Regions from separate parts of the Bos taurus genome. Here region 2 is linked to region 1. Evidence: chromatin contacts called from public Hi-C data. All regions are on one chromosome and are shown on one strand. Each heading gives the region's core, a stretch centred on a gene start, on an enhancer-like site or on the middle of the called end of the contact. The rest is flanking DNA. Distances are from core to core; before and after follow the strand shown. Region 1 has its middle 16 kb from the start of MEAK7. Region 2 overlaps USP10 (ubiquitin specific peptidase 10).

What was found. A called contact is a pair of places that touch in the nucleus more often than the background predicts.
Region 2: a contact with region 1 is called in a Hi-C map of liver, with 2.4 times the contacts expected there. The contact joins two enhancer-like sites. A contact is called at or near these places in 3 of 11 Hi-C or Micro-C datasets (liver, skeletal muscle and an unstated tissue).

What each region holds. Positions count from the first base shown.
Region 1 is chr18:10,723,526-10,730,592 of ARS-UCD2.0, reverse strand. No RefSeq gene overlaps it. Among named protein-coding and RNA genes, the nearest start is that of MEAK7, 16 kb to the right of the region's middle. Within about 2 kb of position 4,067, at least 15 of the 102 cell types and tissues checked have an H3K27ac peak or open chromatin away from gene starts, as enhancers often do. A contact at or near this core is called in liver, where this site is marked.
Region 2 is chr18:10,879,281-10,886,347 of ARS-UCD2.0, reverse strand. All of the region lies in intron 1 of USP10 (ubiquitin specific peptidase 10), which reads right to left. Among named protein-coding and RNA genes, the nearest start is that of USP10, 12 kb to the right of the region's middle. Within about 2 kb of position 3,642, at least 14 of the 102 cell types and tissues checked have an H3K27ac peak or open chromatin away from gene starts, as enhancers often do. A contact at or near this core is called in liver, where this site is marked.

The DNA of each region.
Region 1 (7,067 bases), core at 2,818-5,317:
TCTTAGTGCTGACAGTAGGTCAGTCCTGTTAAATTGATTGCAAGAGGGAGTATCGTATTGTTTTGATTACTGTATCTTTGTAATATAACTTGAAATCAGAAAGTGTGATGTGATCTAACTTTCTCAAGGTTGCTTTTGGCTGTTTGGGCTCTTCCTGGTATGTGCATGCTCAGTCGTGTCCGACTCTTTGCGACCCCGTGGACTATAGCCTGCCAAGCTTCTCTGTCCATGGAATTTTCCAAGCAAGGATACTGGAGTGGGTTGCAAAGTGTATTTATTATTATTATGTTTGGCCACATTGCATGGCTTGTGGGATCCTAGTTCCTTGACCGAGGATTGGACCCAGACCACTGCAGTGAAAGCACCCAGTCCTAACCTATAGCAGGGCCTTCTTGATCATCTATTTTATGTATACTGCTGTGCATACGTTCATCACAACCTCCTGGCTTATTCGCCTCCCTCAGCTTTCTCCTTTGATAAGTATAAGTTTGTTTTCTATGTCTGTGAGTCAATTTCTGCTTGGTTTTTAAATATAATTTTATGTATTGACTTAAGTTTGACTTAAGTTCGGCTGAGCTGGGTCTTCGCTGCCGCGCGGGCTTTTCTCCAGTTGTGCACGGCCTTCCATTGTTGCGGCTTCTCTTGTGCAGCAGGGGCTCTGGGTGCGCAGGCTTCAGCAGCGGTGGCTCCCAGGTTCAGCGGTTCTGGCACAGGGGCTTAGTTGCTCTGGGCTGTGTGGGATCTTCCCAGATCAGGGATCGAACCCATGTCTCCCGCAATAACAGGCGAATTCTTTACCACTGAGCCACCAGGGAAGCCCCCAGTTTCTGTTTTTTAAGTAAGTTCATTTGTATTATCTTTTAGATTCCACAAGTAAGTGATATCATATGGTGTTTGTCTTTCTCTTTCTGACTTCCTTCATTTAATAAGATAATCTCTAGGTCCAGCCACGTTGCCTCAAATGGCATTCTTTCTTTCTTATACTGTCTCTTCACATCATCCTCCCTTTATGCACGTCTGTCTCTAATTTTTAAAATAAGGGTACCAGTCATGTTGGATTAGGAGCCACCCTATGCCAGTCTGACCTCATCTGAATGAATTATGTCTGCAGTGACCCTGCTTCCAAATAAGGTCATAGTCTGAAGTCCTGGGCTTAGGACCTGGATGGGTCTTGAGGGAGACAGTTCTACAGCAGACTGGACATAACGTTTGCTTCTCCAACTAGCATGCTCACAAATTCTTGGGGACTTTATGAGGATGCAGATTCTGACTGAGCAGGCCTGGGGCAAGGCCCAGGACTCAGCGTTTCTAATCAGAGTCCATGGAGTGAAGACCAGCTTATATTAAGGAAATATTGTTAATGGCATTGTGGTTAAGTAAGAAAGTATCATTTTTTACAGAGATGCAGACAGATTTAAGGCTAAAATGTTAGGATGACTATCATTTTCTTCCAAATACTCCCAAGAACAATAAGAAATAGGGCAAAATGTTGACGATTGTTAAATCTAGATGGTGGGCGTAAGAAGGTTTGTTAATCTGCTTTTCCTCATGTTAGAAATTTTTATCTTTTTTGCACGTGTGAATTTTTTTTGTTGTTATTTTGTTTTTTAAACTGAGGTTTAGCTGGTTTATAATGCTATTAATTTCTGCTTGTTTAGCAAAGTGATCCAGCTTTACATATATATACATTCTTTTGAAAATATTCTTTATCATTTTGGTTTCTCACGTTGTTCAGTTGCTAAGTCACGTCCAACCCTTTGCAACCCCATGGCCTGCAGCACACTAGGCTTTTTTGTCCTTCAGTATCTCCTGGAGTTTGCTCAGACTCTCGTCCATCGTGTTGATGATGCCATCCAACCATCTCATCCTCTGTCACCCCCTTCTCTTGCTCTCAGTCTTTCCCAGCATCAAGGTCTTTTCTAGTGAGTTAGCTCTTCACATTAGGTGGCAAAGTATTGGAGCTTCAGCTTCATCATCAGTCCTTCCAATGAATATTCTGGATTGATTTCCTTTAGGATTGACTGGTTTGATCTCCTTGCTGTCCAGGGGACTCTCAAAAGTCTTCTCCAGCACCACAGTTTAAAAGGTCTATCTCAGGATACAGAATATAATTGCCTGTGCTCTACAATAGGACCTTGTTGTTGACCATCCTATACATACTGGTTTGCATCTGCTAACCCCAGCCTCTCACTCAGCCCCTCCCCCTGCCCCTTTTCCCTTGGCAACCACAGTCTGTTCTCCATGTCCTCGAGTCTGAGATGGGTGGAAGGACAGGTGGACGCATGGGGGCTGGGTGATGCCTGGGAGTCAGGCACTGGAGTCCAGGGCTGCTCTGAGCCCTCGGCCTGGGAACGGCAGCTGCGTGTTAATATATACATCAGCATCCTCCGTGTGTTTCTCTCCCACTGTCGTTTCCTTCCGCTTGCCTCCCACTGAGTTCTGAGAGGTGGGAATTCAGGAAGGGCCTGGGATTCTGGGATCCCCTGCTGGATTTACGTGCCCTGGGGGCTGGGGACAATTCCTGTTTAAGCCAGAGTCTTTGCTTCTGTGTCCCCCACCCTTAGGATAATGCCCGGCACACAACAGTCACTCAATAAATGCACTGATTGAACGGACAGTTGTACGTTTACTCTGAAAGCCTGGTCTGCTCCAGAGGAGCCAGGCTCAGGGAAGTCAGGTGACCTGTTCTAATGGCCAAGCTGGGTCTGAACTTCTAAGCCAGAGCTGTTCACAGGAAGGGGGCAAGCCCCGTACATGATTCTAATATAGTGGCACATTTTCAAAGTGAAAAGAAGCGGGCAACATTAATCTTAATGATCTCGTTAAAAAAAAAAAAGTATTTCTTACATTTGACCGTACGGGGTCTTAGTTGTGTTACGTAGGATCTAGTTCCCTGAGCAGGGATTGAACCCGTACCCCCTGCACTGGGAGTGTGGGGTCTCAGCCACTGGACCGCTGGGCAAGTCCCTTAATGATCTGCTTTTTTGTAACCCAACACAATTGATAATATTTCAACTCGTCATCTCTACTTTATAATCAAGGAAAGATAGCACAAGGGGGACCTTTGTGGTATGGGAAGAGTCCGATATCTTGATCGTGGTGGTGGTTACATGAATCTACGCATGTGATGAAAGGCATTATACACACATATGTCAGTTTCCTGGTTTTGATTCTGTACAGTAATTACGGTAACTACATAAGATGTCCCCATATGAAACGGAGCAAAGGATACCAGGACCTCTGGGTACTGTTTTTGCAGCTTCCCATGAATCAATACTGATTTCAAAATGAAGCTGAAAAATTCGGGGATATTTTAAAATTAAAATTTCCTTAACTTAAAAATTTAAAAATATACACCCAAGACTCTGAACTCCAGTGTGGGTTCACAGTCACAGCACATCTCGGTTGGAACCAGTTAAAAGGCTTGGTAGCCACGCGTGGCCCGTGGCTGCAATGAACAGTGATCCTTCTCAGAGGGGTGTTCCTGGGGGCCTCTTCTGTCTCTCCCGCTTGCCCGTTGTCTGGTAGAAAAGTTACTTCTCTTAACCTTAGATAAGTCACTGCCCTCCTCTGAGCCTCAGTTTTCCTTCTCTGTAAAGTGGGACTAATAGAGGTACTTATGCTGTTTCACTGTTGGAGCATTAAGTGAGAGCTGCGTGTTGGGCACCCAGTTCAGGCCTGGCCCATCGTTCTCTGGGAGCTGACATGAACTCGTAGTGTCACAGTTGAGAGCCCAAGCTGCAGCTTCATCCGCTTCCCCTAATGTTCTGGCACCCTCCTGCCTGGCTGCCTGCTTCTGCTGGTGACGAATGGCCCGAGCGTCTCTTCTGGTTTTAACTGCCGTGGAGGAGGAAGGCCTGTGTCCATGGTCTTTGGCATTTAACTCCTGCTTGTTAGCAGATACCCCGAGACACCCTGTAGTGAGCTGGCTGCGGGCTTGTAGGCCAGATGTGCAGAGACCCCTGCAAAGCTTCTGCAAAACTGAGGACTTCCTCTTTGAGCCCTGGGCTGAACCCGCAGCCACCAGGGCGCCTGCTTTTCACCTTATAAGGCAACCCCTGGAGGCACAGGTGAGCAGGCTGCAGGGGCCTCGCCGGCCCAGCCCCCACGGCGCTCCCAGCGGAGCCTGTGCAACGGGGGATGTGACACCTTTTATGGTTTTTGAGAAGAAGAAAAAGACAGAGCACCACAAAAGCAGGAACCCAGAGCTTTATCGTGATGAGAGGGGCTGGGTTGACCTCCCAGACACTGACTGCAAAACCAGGATGCAACTAACCCCACAGAGCGCCTGGCTCGCAAAATACCACGGAGGAGGCTGCTGTGTGTGCCCCTGGAGGCCAGAGGCGGCCACAGGAATCAACTGCAGAGCTTAAGCCTTGGGGTGGGGGGTGGCGGTCATGGGATGGGGCTAACCCCCTGAGCCCCAGGGCTCATCCTTGGGGTCTTCCCTGCCGGCCAGCTTAGGTTTTCCCACACGGCCCTTGAACCCCGTTGTATCTTCAAGGGACACTACCCTCTCAGCTTCCCCTTCACCGTGGCATCTGGGGCAGGGGACAGGAAGGTCTCTGGAAGGTGGGCTCTGACCCAAGGCCTGAAGGTGAGGGCATGGAGGAAGTGGGACCCTCATCCTGGTGATGGAAGGGCCTGTGTGAGCTGGGGAAGTTGGTGTGCTCCAGCCCTGAGGTGTGGAGAGCTGGCTTGGCCCTGCCGTGGGGCCTAAAGGGTCTGCCTTGGTTGGTGGGAAGTTGCTGGAGTGTTTTTTAAGTGTTTTAAGAGAGGTGTGATCTGGCTTAACTGGTGGAACCTCACTGAGCTACAAGGACACTGGCCTGGATGGAGTTGGGGGCAACCAGCCTCCATCCTGGGCGCCTCCTGTGGGGCCAGGTGTGGGGGCGCATGGGGTGTGGGGTGCATGGGGTGTGGGGGCGCATGCGTGATGCCAGGCTCTCCAGACCCCATGTGCCTGGTGCTGCTCTCTGGACAGGGTGGCACGGTCTGCTCTCTCACCGTTCTCCCTGGCTGCCCCCTCCTGGATTTTTCCTTCCTGTGACCCCCTTCATGGAGACTGATGGTGTTTAACTTGGATCATTGGTGGGACCGGAAGAAGCAAGAACCCCAAGTAACTGTCTTAGGGTCCAACCTTTGTAAACCCTGGGCTGTGTGTCTCCACTTTATTCTCCCACCATGTGGCAGGCACCCCCAGGCCCTACTTTTTACCCCACCTACAGTCTCCTAACTGATCCAAGAGAGACAGGAAATGGTTTAAAAAAGTAAAACCTTTGAGAGGTCCCTGGTTGCTTAGTGGTTAGGATTTTGGGCTTTCATTGCTGGGGCCTGGGTTCAATCACTGGTCGGGGAACTGAGATCTTGCAAGCCACTCAGCGCAACCCCACCTCCCCCCCCACCCCGCCCCCACACAAAAAAAGGAAACCTTAAAACACACACCCACACGATCCAAGGAGCTTATTATGGAAAAGGGGAGCAAGTGTACAGAGGATAAACTGGACAGGCCGACCTTGGCCAGGTAATCAGGGTCAACCCCAGCAGTGAGGATTTTCGGGGACCACATGGACCCTTGAGATGCTGTGGTGCGAAGGGCACTGGACCTCTGGGGTCTTCATCCCCCAAAGTCCAACCCCAGTCTAACCATGAGAAAAAGCTCCGATGAATCCCGTTAGAGAGGCACCTTACCAAACGCCTCTCCCGGTTATCAGTAACCAGGAAAGTCTGAGAAACTGTTACAGTCCAGAGATGCCTAAAGAGACATGATGATTAAGGAGAATGTAATAAGGGATCAATATTGGTTCATCAGTGGTGATGGATGTTCTGCACTAATGTAAGACGTTAGTCACAGGGGAAACTCAGTCTAGGACTGAGACATACACAGGAACTCTCAGTATCCTCTTCTCAACAAGCTTGTAAATCTAAAAACTGTTCTGAAATGTTCATTGTGAAAACTGACCAGAGCCCATGGTTTTGTGGTGACCATGAGCGCCACCTTGTGGGCACATGGCTACATTAGCTGTGTCACGTCTGGGCTTGGGAAATGGAAGAGTCCTGCTTCTAGCCCCTTGGTGATGGTTCCATATTCTGTGGGAAGAGCAAGCACAGGATTCCTTGTGGCAGCCAGCATCTGTGTGCACCTTGACCTTCCTTCCTTGACCTGTACTTTCCTGGACCTTCTGCACAGTCCCCATCTCCGCCAGCCCCACCAGGCACAGCTCTTCCGGCTGCCTGGACACCTTCTATCCTCTCTCCCTGAGCTCACATCTTCACGGAAGGGAGAGTGAACACCTCCAAGGAGGAAGGTGTCAGAGGGTCAAGGTCACGGAGCTGAGGGAGGATCTGAGGAGAGACATGTTGGAGGGCTGGGTCCGTCCCCAGGAGGCTGGCGGGGAGCCGGCCTCTGACCTCAGGGCTCGGGGGTGGGGGCCACAGTGCCCCTCCGAGGGCTCCAGCCAGTGGCCACATCGCACGTGCCACAGCCAAGGGGTGGGGGTGGCGGAGCGGGGTCTGATGCTGGTGGTGACCATCCTGCCACCCAGCAGATGGACAGAGGTATGAGATCTGGGACAGACTCAGGACACACACTGGGCGCAGCCACCTAGAATCATGGTGACTGTCCCCAGGGCCCCACGGTGACAGGCTGCAGGGGCTCAGCCAGCCCAGGGCAGACTGGGAGCCTCCAGTCCAGGGATAGACACTGCCTGGTCAGGGGAGCTGCAGCGGCCCAGGAGGCCCCCCACGGAAGCACAGAAGGGACCAAAGTCGGCTCAAATCACGGGCCAGACCCAGATGGCCTGAAGCCAGCCTGCCCCCCAGGAGGCTGACCAGCAGCCCCCAGTGACATTCATGTCTTAATTCCCAGGACCGGCGGGTATGTGAGCTGACATGGCAAAGGGGACGTTGCAGACCTGATTAAGCTAAGGATCTTGAGATGGGAGATCATCCTGGATTATGCAGGTGGGCCCGATGTCATCCAGGTCCTCGTGAGAGAGAGCGTGCGGGTCAGAATAGGACGAGGAGATGTGATGATAGAAGAGGTGGGGAGGGGAGAGGACTGGTAG
Region 2 (7,067 bases), core at 2,393-4,892, 160 kb before region 1:
TAAGATTCTAATTATGGAGGTATAGTTCACCTGACCAGCCAAAACAATAGATTGAACTCCATTCTTGAATTACATATGTAGATTCTGTTACGATTAAAAGTATTTTATTAGAAAAATAAAACTCAAGACTTCAGAAAGTCTCTTGTATGGTAAACATATGGAGCTCAGAAATCTGGAAAAGAAATTTTACCCCAGTCAGCTCACAATACTGTTTTCCTACAAAGGTGAAGGTCACCAAGCCAGGGAACAGGGTCAGCTGTACAGGACAAAGGCATCAGGCAGTGCTTCTCAGCCCTGACTAACACCTGAGGACCAATTGAGCATCCTCAGGCCACAATTCTGGGTTTCCACGGTGGGAAGCAAGGCTTCACTTAGCATTTCAAATGCTTCCTGTGTGAATCTGATGTGCAGTCAGGGTTGAGAATCACTGAACACAGGGGCACTGCCAGGACCCAGCGATGCAGGAGTGGAAGAAACTAAGCAGACAACTGGGGCGGGGGCAGCACAACTGCTCCCATACTCGGTGAGGGCTCTAAACCACACGCGAGAAACCACGAGACAATCTGAGGCGACTGTTCACGGCCTCAGAGCACCTACTGCTCGATGCACATCCAGAGAAGGCGCTTTTTTCTTTCTACAAAGCAGATGTTTGTAAAATGGGAACTCTTTTAGTGCTTTTAAAGGGTTTATTGGTCATTAACAAGTTAAAGCCCAACAATCAGAAGAAAAACTATAACACAACTAAACTAGAAATAATTTGATAGAAACATTCCACTCCAATGCAACTTTTCAGAAATGTCTTTTCCACAGAGACACTGCTTTGTAACGGAACTCATTTTCCATTGCTCTTTTGACTCAATGAAATCTTTCGCCTCCAACATTCTGGTTTTCCAAAAATAACCCAATTCAAACCAAATCAGTTTACATCCTTAAGCTCATCAACCTATCAAGCACTTGATTAATAATAAGATCTCACTCACACACACTTTTCATAATAATCTTTACTGGAGGGCACTCTACCTTCTTCAGGACTTGGTTCTGGCTCTTAACCATTCTCTCTCCTCTGGGCTGACACCTGGATATTCATTCTCCCATTAAGCATTCTTCCCACTCATTCTTCCACCTACTCTCACAGCTTCAACTAGGCAGATGAATTCTGAACTCACACTTTCAACTTGGACTGCTCAGTTATACTCCATTCCATATTTCAAGCTGCCAACCCCTAGATTCATTCACTGTTACTTTCTGACTTAACCTTAAAATCAAAAGGCCCACTATTTCCTCAAAACCAGGTTTTGCACTTATGCCAATAGCAAACTTCATTGTTTTTCCAAACTCTTGGATGAGAAACTTGGAAGATTATCTTGAATTATATATACATAACCCAGTTCCTGGGACAATCTCATCAAAACATCAAAATGCTCAAAAGATTTCATTTGGTAAAAACAGCAGCAACTGCATGAATTAAAAGAAGCATCCCAATTAAGTGATGCCGGTCAGGGAGCTAGGACCCTGTTTAATCGGCACATTACTTCTATGAGACAGTGATTCCCCTAGCCTTTTTGGCGGTGGTGAGGAGGAGATGTAAGCAAACAAGGCCCACCACCTCAAGGATGCACACGCACACATTTCGGCACACGATTCCAGGACTTGCAGACACTCTCACGCTCCCTGTGTCCTATACGACCCTGCTACTCAGTGTGGGTCCCAGCCCAGCAGCAGACACACCTGGGAGTTTATGCTGCTCTCAGACCCCAGCCCAGACCTACAGAAGCCAAACATGCCATTAACAGGACCCCCCATTGACTTTTAACGTAGCGTCAGCCTGAGAAGCAGGGGATGCAGCACAGCATCCCAGGGTCCTCCTTACAGCAAGCTGAGCCTTGTATCCTGGACACTACTGCAGGGCTCCCAACTCCTCTCTCAGGCTGGGTGACCGTTTACCACCCAAGCTGGGGGCACCGGCCCACATCAAATGCCCTCCTCCTTTCTCTCTATGTGCCCAAATCCCATTCATTCTCAAGGCCACTCGTTACCCACCTCCTTCACTCCTGAATTCCCCCTGCAGAACCTGCCATGTGCACTGCAGAGTTCAACACACTGCACATCTCAGAACCTGCCCCAATTGTTTCCTATGCCTAGTCACCTGCTGAGTCGCCTGCTCCTACACAGGGTGAGAACACTTTAGGTATCTTCCTGTGCAGCTACAAGCAGCAGCTAACATAGCTGGCCCAGCTGACTTCTCACACTGCAGAACTCAGTTCGAGTCTCCTCTTTGCAAATTACTTTCCTAACAAACCTGAGTTATTCTGGATTTTAACAGGTGATTAGCCTCATTCCCACAGTCAACCAGGGATTACCTAAATGTATAGACTGTGTTATGTCTTTCATAAATTATTCATCAATATTTTGCGCACTTATTACATTCCAGGCTCAGGGAATGTAACAGTGAACAAGAGAACGCCTTCCCCTCACTCATCTTCCACTCTAGTAAAGGGAGAGAGAAAATGAACCAAATAGCTGCTAGGATATCAGATGAAGGGGATCATGTGTTAAGTGCTCTGAAGAGAAAGCAAGGCAAGAAGGTGGCGGGGGTGCAGCAGGCTGCGATTTTAAAAAGGGCAGAAAAGAAATTCAAAAATGAAGCTAACATTTCATTCTTTCACTATATTAGCTGAAGCTTAACTCACAGAGGCATTAGAGCTGGAAATCTCCAATTAGGTCAGAAAGTCTTTTTCCCTGAACATAAACAGAAGTAAATGGTGGAACGTCATCTGCTATTGCCAGACATAAAACAATTTTAACTTCACTGACTCAGTGGACATGAATTCTAGCCAACTCCTGGAGACAGTGAAAGACAGGGGGAGCCTGGTGTGCTTCAGTCCATGGGGTCGGAAAAAAGTCGAACATGATTTAGTGAATGAACAACAACTTTAAGATTACTTCAAAGTATGGTATTTTAGAGCATACTCTCAGTTTCAATTATGATCCTGCCAAATGAAAAATAATACACAATACAAAAGAGGCAATAACTTGAAAATATTACCATTTGTAGCCCATCAGTCCAGGGGTCACAAAAGAGTCAGACACAACTTAGCAAGTAAACAACAACAATGCCATCTATAAGGTCTGGTCCTAGGAAAAATGCAAAATAAACCAAGCTGTCCACTTTGAAAAACTAAAATAAATAAAGAGGGCACGGAGGCAGGCCTGCCTGAGAAGACTCACCCACTCCAAGTGGCCTGGGGCCAGGGAGCAAGCGCGTGGACAGAGGGGGTAGCGTGCTGCAGCAGAGACAACTTATCTGTGCTCATTTTTGTTGGCACACAGCTGAGTTAAAAAAAATAACCAGTGGGGGGGGGGGGGGGAATAACCAGTGGGCGAACGATGACACTGGCTGAGATATCTAAGATGACAAAGGTAGGAAACACAAAACATAACTGAGCCAGTAAGTCAATGGAAAAGCTCTCTTTCCACACTCACCAATGACATACTCAGGCTCTCCACCTGGGAAGGTAGACAGCTCTGTGGCTCTGGAATTTGGAGATAAAGGCATTTGCTCAGACCAAGTCAACCAAGGATCAATGCTCTGGACCACTACGGGGAAGGCTACCATGAAGGTATTTATTGCATCAGTAACGGTCCTCTGATCTCAGCTAAACCTGTTAAGAAACAGCCCAAAGAATGAAACAAAACAGATTAGCTGATATACAGATGAGTCGCCTGGATTCAACAAACTATACAACACGAATAAGGAGAGTCACGAAACCCTTCAAGAAAGCCTAGAGGTCACCTGAATTCTTAACGCAAGAACTGCAATCCATCTGAAAACCTCAGGAGCAGCCCACCTCTTTTGCAGCAGCTCTCTTACTATAAAGGTATGTCTAGGGAGGGCAAATCTGTGCCTTGTGGTTCCTGCACCCTGTGGTCCTGACCTTCACTCCCAGGACTAGAAGTATGTTCTGCCAGACAACATCTGTGTGCTGTGCCCTCCTCCGCCAGGCAGGGCCATGCGTTCCTTCCACCGCTCGGGCACTCTGCCCATCCGGGGCCAGCAGCCTGCAGGCCTCCAGGAAGAGCTGACTGACTGGGAGGAAGAACAAGGCATCCCCAGCACCAAAGTCCACAGGGCCCTCCAGGCTCCTGTGCAGGACAGGCTTGGGAGTCCTTCCCTTCTTCACAGGGAAGGGAGGAAGCTAACTCAGATCTATGCTTTCAACCAAAAAGAAATCAATGGCAAAGAAACAAAATGGCAACATATTTTACCTTCTGTCCATTTTAAAAAGAAAAGAAACTCATTTGTTCAACATGTGTCAGGGGGTGAGAGGCCAAGTCTTTCCAAACTGAGCTGTGGCAACTCTGTGTCCAAGACCAGTCATGGCTAGGATATTGCTACAGAGTCATTGTGAATGAAGTTCAAGTTACAGCCAGAGAAGCTTCCAGCCAAAACTAAAGAGACTGCTCAAGATTTTTTTTTTTCAAAGCAATCTCTTATCTCATTTTCATGGAATAGAACTCCAGTCACACATGGAAAAGAAAGTTTGTGCTCCTGGCACTTAACTCACACTGTGTAGTGTGGCATGGAAAAGCCAAGAATTCAGTAAGAACCAAGATGGAACCAAGAGTGTTACTTTAGCACCAATTTGTGAAAAACTGGAGACAAGAACTTCAAAGCTGACAAATCCATGACCAGCAACAACAACAAAAAAAGGCTGCAAGAATTTCCAATGGCAAATTGGCTTAATGCTATGCCCCAATTCTCAAAGACGGCAGACAGTCATAGTTAAACGGAGTTGGGGCGAAGCCCGAGCTGCCCCCACACTGAGAGTCCTATCTCACCACATGGCACCCAGCAGTTTCTAATGGCTTTGGGGAATATAATACAATTTAGAGCAAGAGTTGGATAAATGTTTGTGGAGAGGAATTTGTCCATCAGTTTAGCTACTGAACTTCCAACAAAACTGAACTCTCAGGCTCAAGACCCAGGGTGGCACGTCTTCAAAGTGGCAACGTGTCAGGCTCCTCAGTCGGTTCTGTTTCCACAAGTCACTCGATTCAGGACTAAAATTACTAACATTATCTTGCAGAGGGCCACAAACTGGCGTCTTTTGTTGTTGTTCATACCTAACCTAGACTGAAAATGTTTTTAAATGTCCAAAATATTACTCAGTTAATTCTATTCATGGGAAAGGGCTCTGCAGCTTAAGGGGAAAGGCGGCAAACAAAAGCATGCAGAGGCTCTGACACCTGTGTCAGGCTGAGGCCCTGGGGGCTGAGGGGACACAGCTGGGGGCCTAATCAGGGGTCCCTAGTCAGTGGGTCTGGATGGCCACCAGGATGCCAGGTGGTTCAACTGAGAAGACCACGACCAAGGATCATGGCTTAAGAAATACTACTAGAAATACTACTATATAAAATGGGCCTTCCCTGATAGATCAGCTGGTAAAGATCCGCATGCAATGCAGGAGACCCTGGTTTGATTCCTGGGTGGGGAAGATCCGCTGGAGAAGGGATAGGCTACCGACTCCAGCATTCTTGGGCTTCCCTTGTGGCTCAGTTGGTAAAGAATCCTGGCCTGGAGAAGTCCATGGACTGTGTAGTCCATGGGGTCACAAAGAGTCGGACACAACTGAGTGACTAAGCAAAGCACAGCACAGCACATTGTGTAAAATGAGCCCAAATGTCTAAAATTTAAAGGGAAGCATTTAAAAATATTAACAGAAGTCATCTCAGAGTCATGATATATGGGTGATATATTTTCTTTACAATCAAGGAATAAATGCTGGTTTTTAAAGTTGCCCCCCTCCCAAAAAAATTAAAGAGAATATGGGCAGAAAGTGAAGAGAAACTAAAGAGCCTCTTGATGAAGGTGAAAGAAAAGAGTGAAAAAGTTGGCTTAAAACTCAACATTCAAAAAACTAAGACCATGGCATCCAGTCCCATCACTCCATGGCAAACAGATGGAAAAACAATGGAAACAGTGAGAGACATTATTTTCTTGGGTTCCAAAATCACTGCAGATGGTGACTGCAGCCATGAAATTAAAAGACGCTTGCTCCTTGGAAGAAAAGCTATGACCAACCTAGATAGCATATTAAAAAGCAGAGACATTATTTTGCCAACAAAGGTCCGTCTAGTCAAAGCTTTGGTTTTTCCAGTAGTCATGTATGGATGTGAGAGTTGCACTATAAAAAAGCTGAGGGCCGAAGAATTGATGCTTTTGAACGGTGGTGTTGGAGAAGACTCTTGAGAGTCCGTTGGACTGCAAGGAGATCCAACCAGTCCATTCTAAAGGCAATCAGTCCTGAAAATTCATTGGAAGGGCTGATGCTGAAGCTGAAACCCCAATACTTTGGTCACCTGATGCAAAGAACGGACTCACTGGAAAAGACTCTGATGCTGGGAAAGATTGAAGGCAGGAGGAGAAGAGGATGACAGAGAATGAGATGGTTGGATGGCATCACCGACTCGATGGACATGAGTCTGAGCAAGCTCTGGGAGGTGGTGATGAACAGGAAAAACTGGGGTGCTGCAGTCCTTGGGGTCGCAAAGAGTCGGACACGACTGAGCAACTGAACTGAACTAACTGATGTCCCCATATGACTTCCCTAACAACTCTATCCAATTATCACTGAGGACACTCAAGGGCTATTTGCCTTGCACTAATCTGCCTCAGATATCCCCAAACATCCTACATTTTCCCTGCTCAAAGTTTTAGGGTTTAAGGTGCTGAAGTGAGCAGAAAAAACATTCTGAGATCTAGAGGAGAGCCAGCAGAGGACACCTTTGCCACCCTGGGGAGGACCCCAACCGGGCCTAGAACAACCACCTCCGCCAGCAACCCTCACAGAGCCTGTGCTTTCAGACACCCACCACCACCAAGGCTGAACTACCAAAGTCCTTTGTCCCCCAACCCCCCCACACCGTCCCAGCATCCCACCCTACACACCAGGCAGTCACCCACCGAGCACAGGTCTGTCTCCCAAACAGGCCGCAGGCCTAAACACTCTGCTCTTCTGCATGTGCTCCCCACAAAACCCCATCCCTGAGCTTCTCTGCCCAAATGT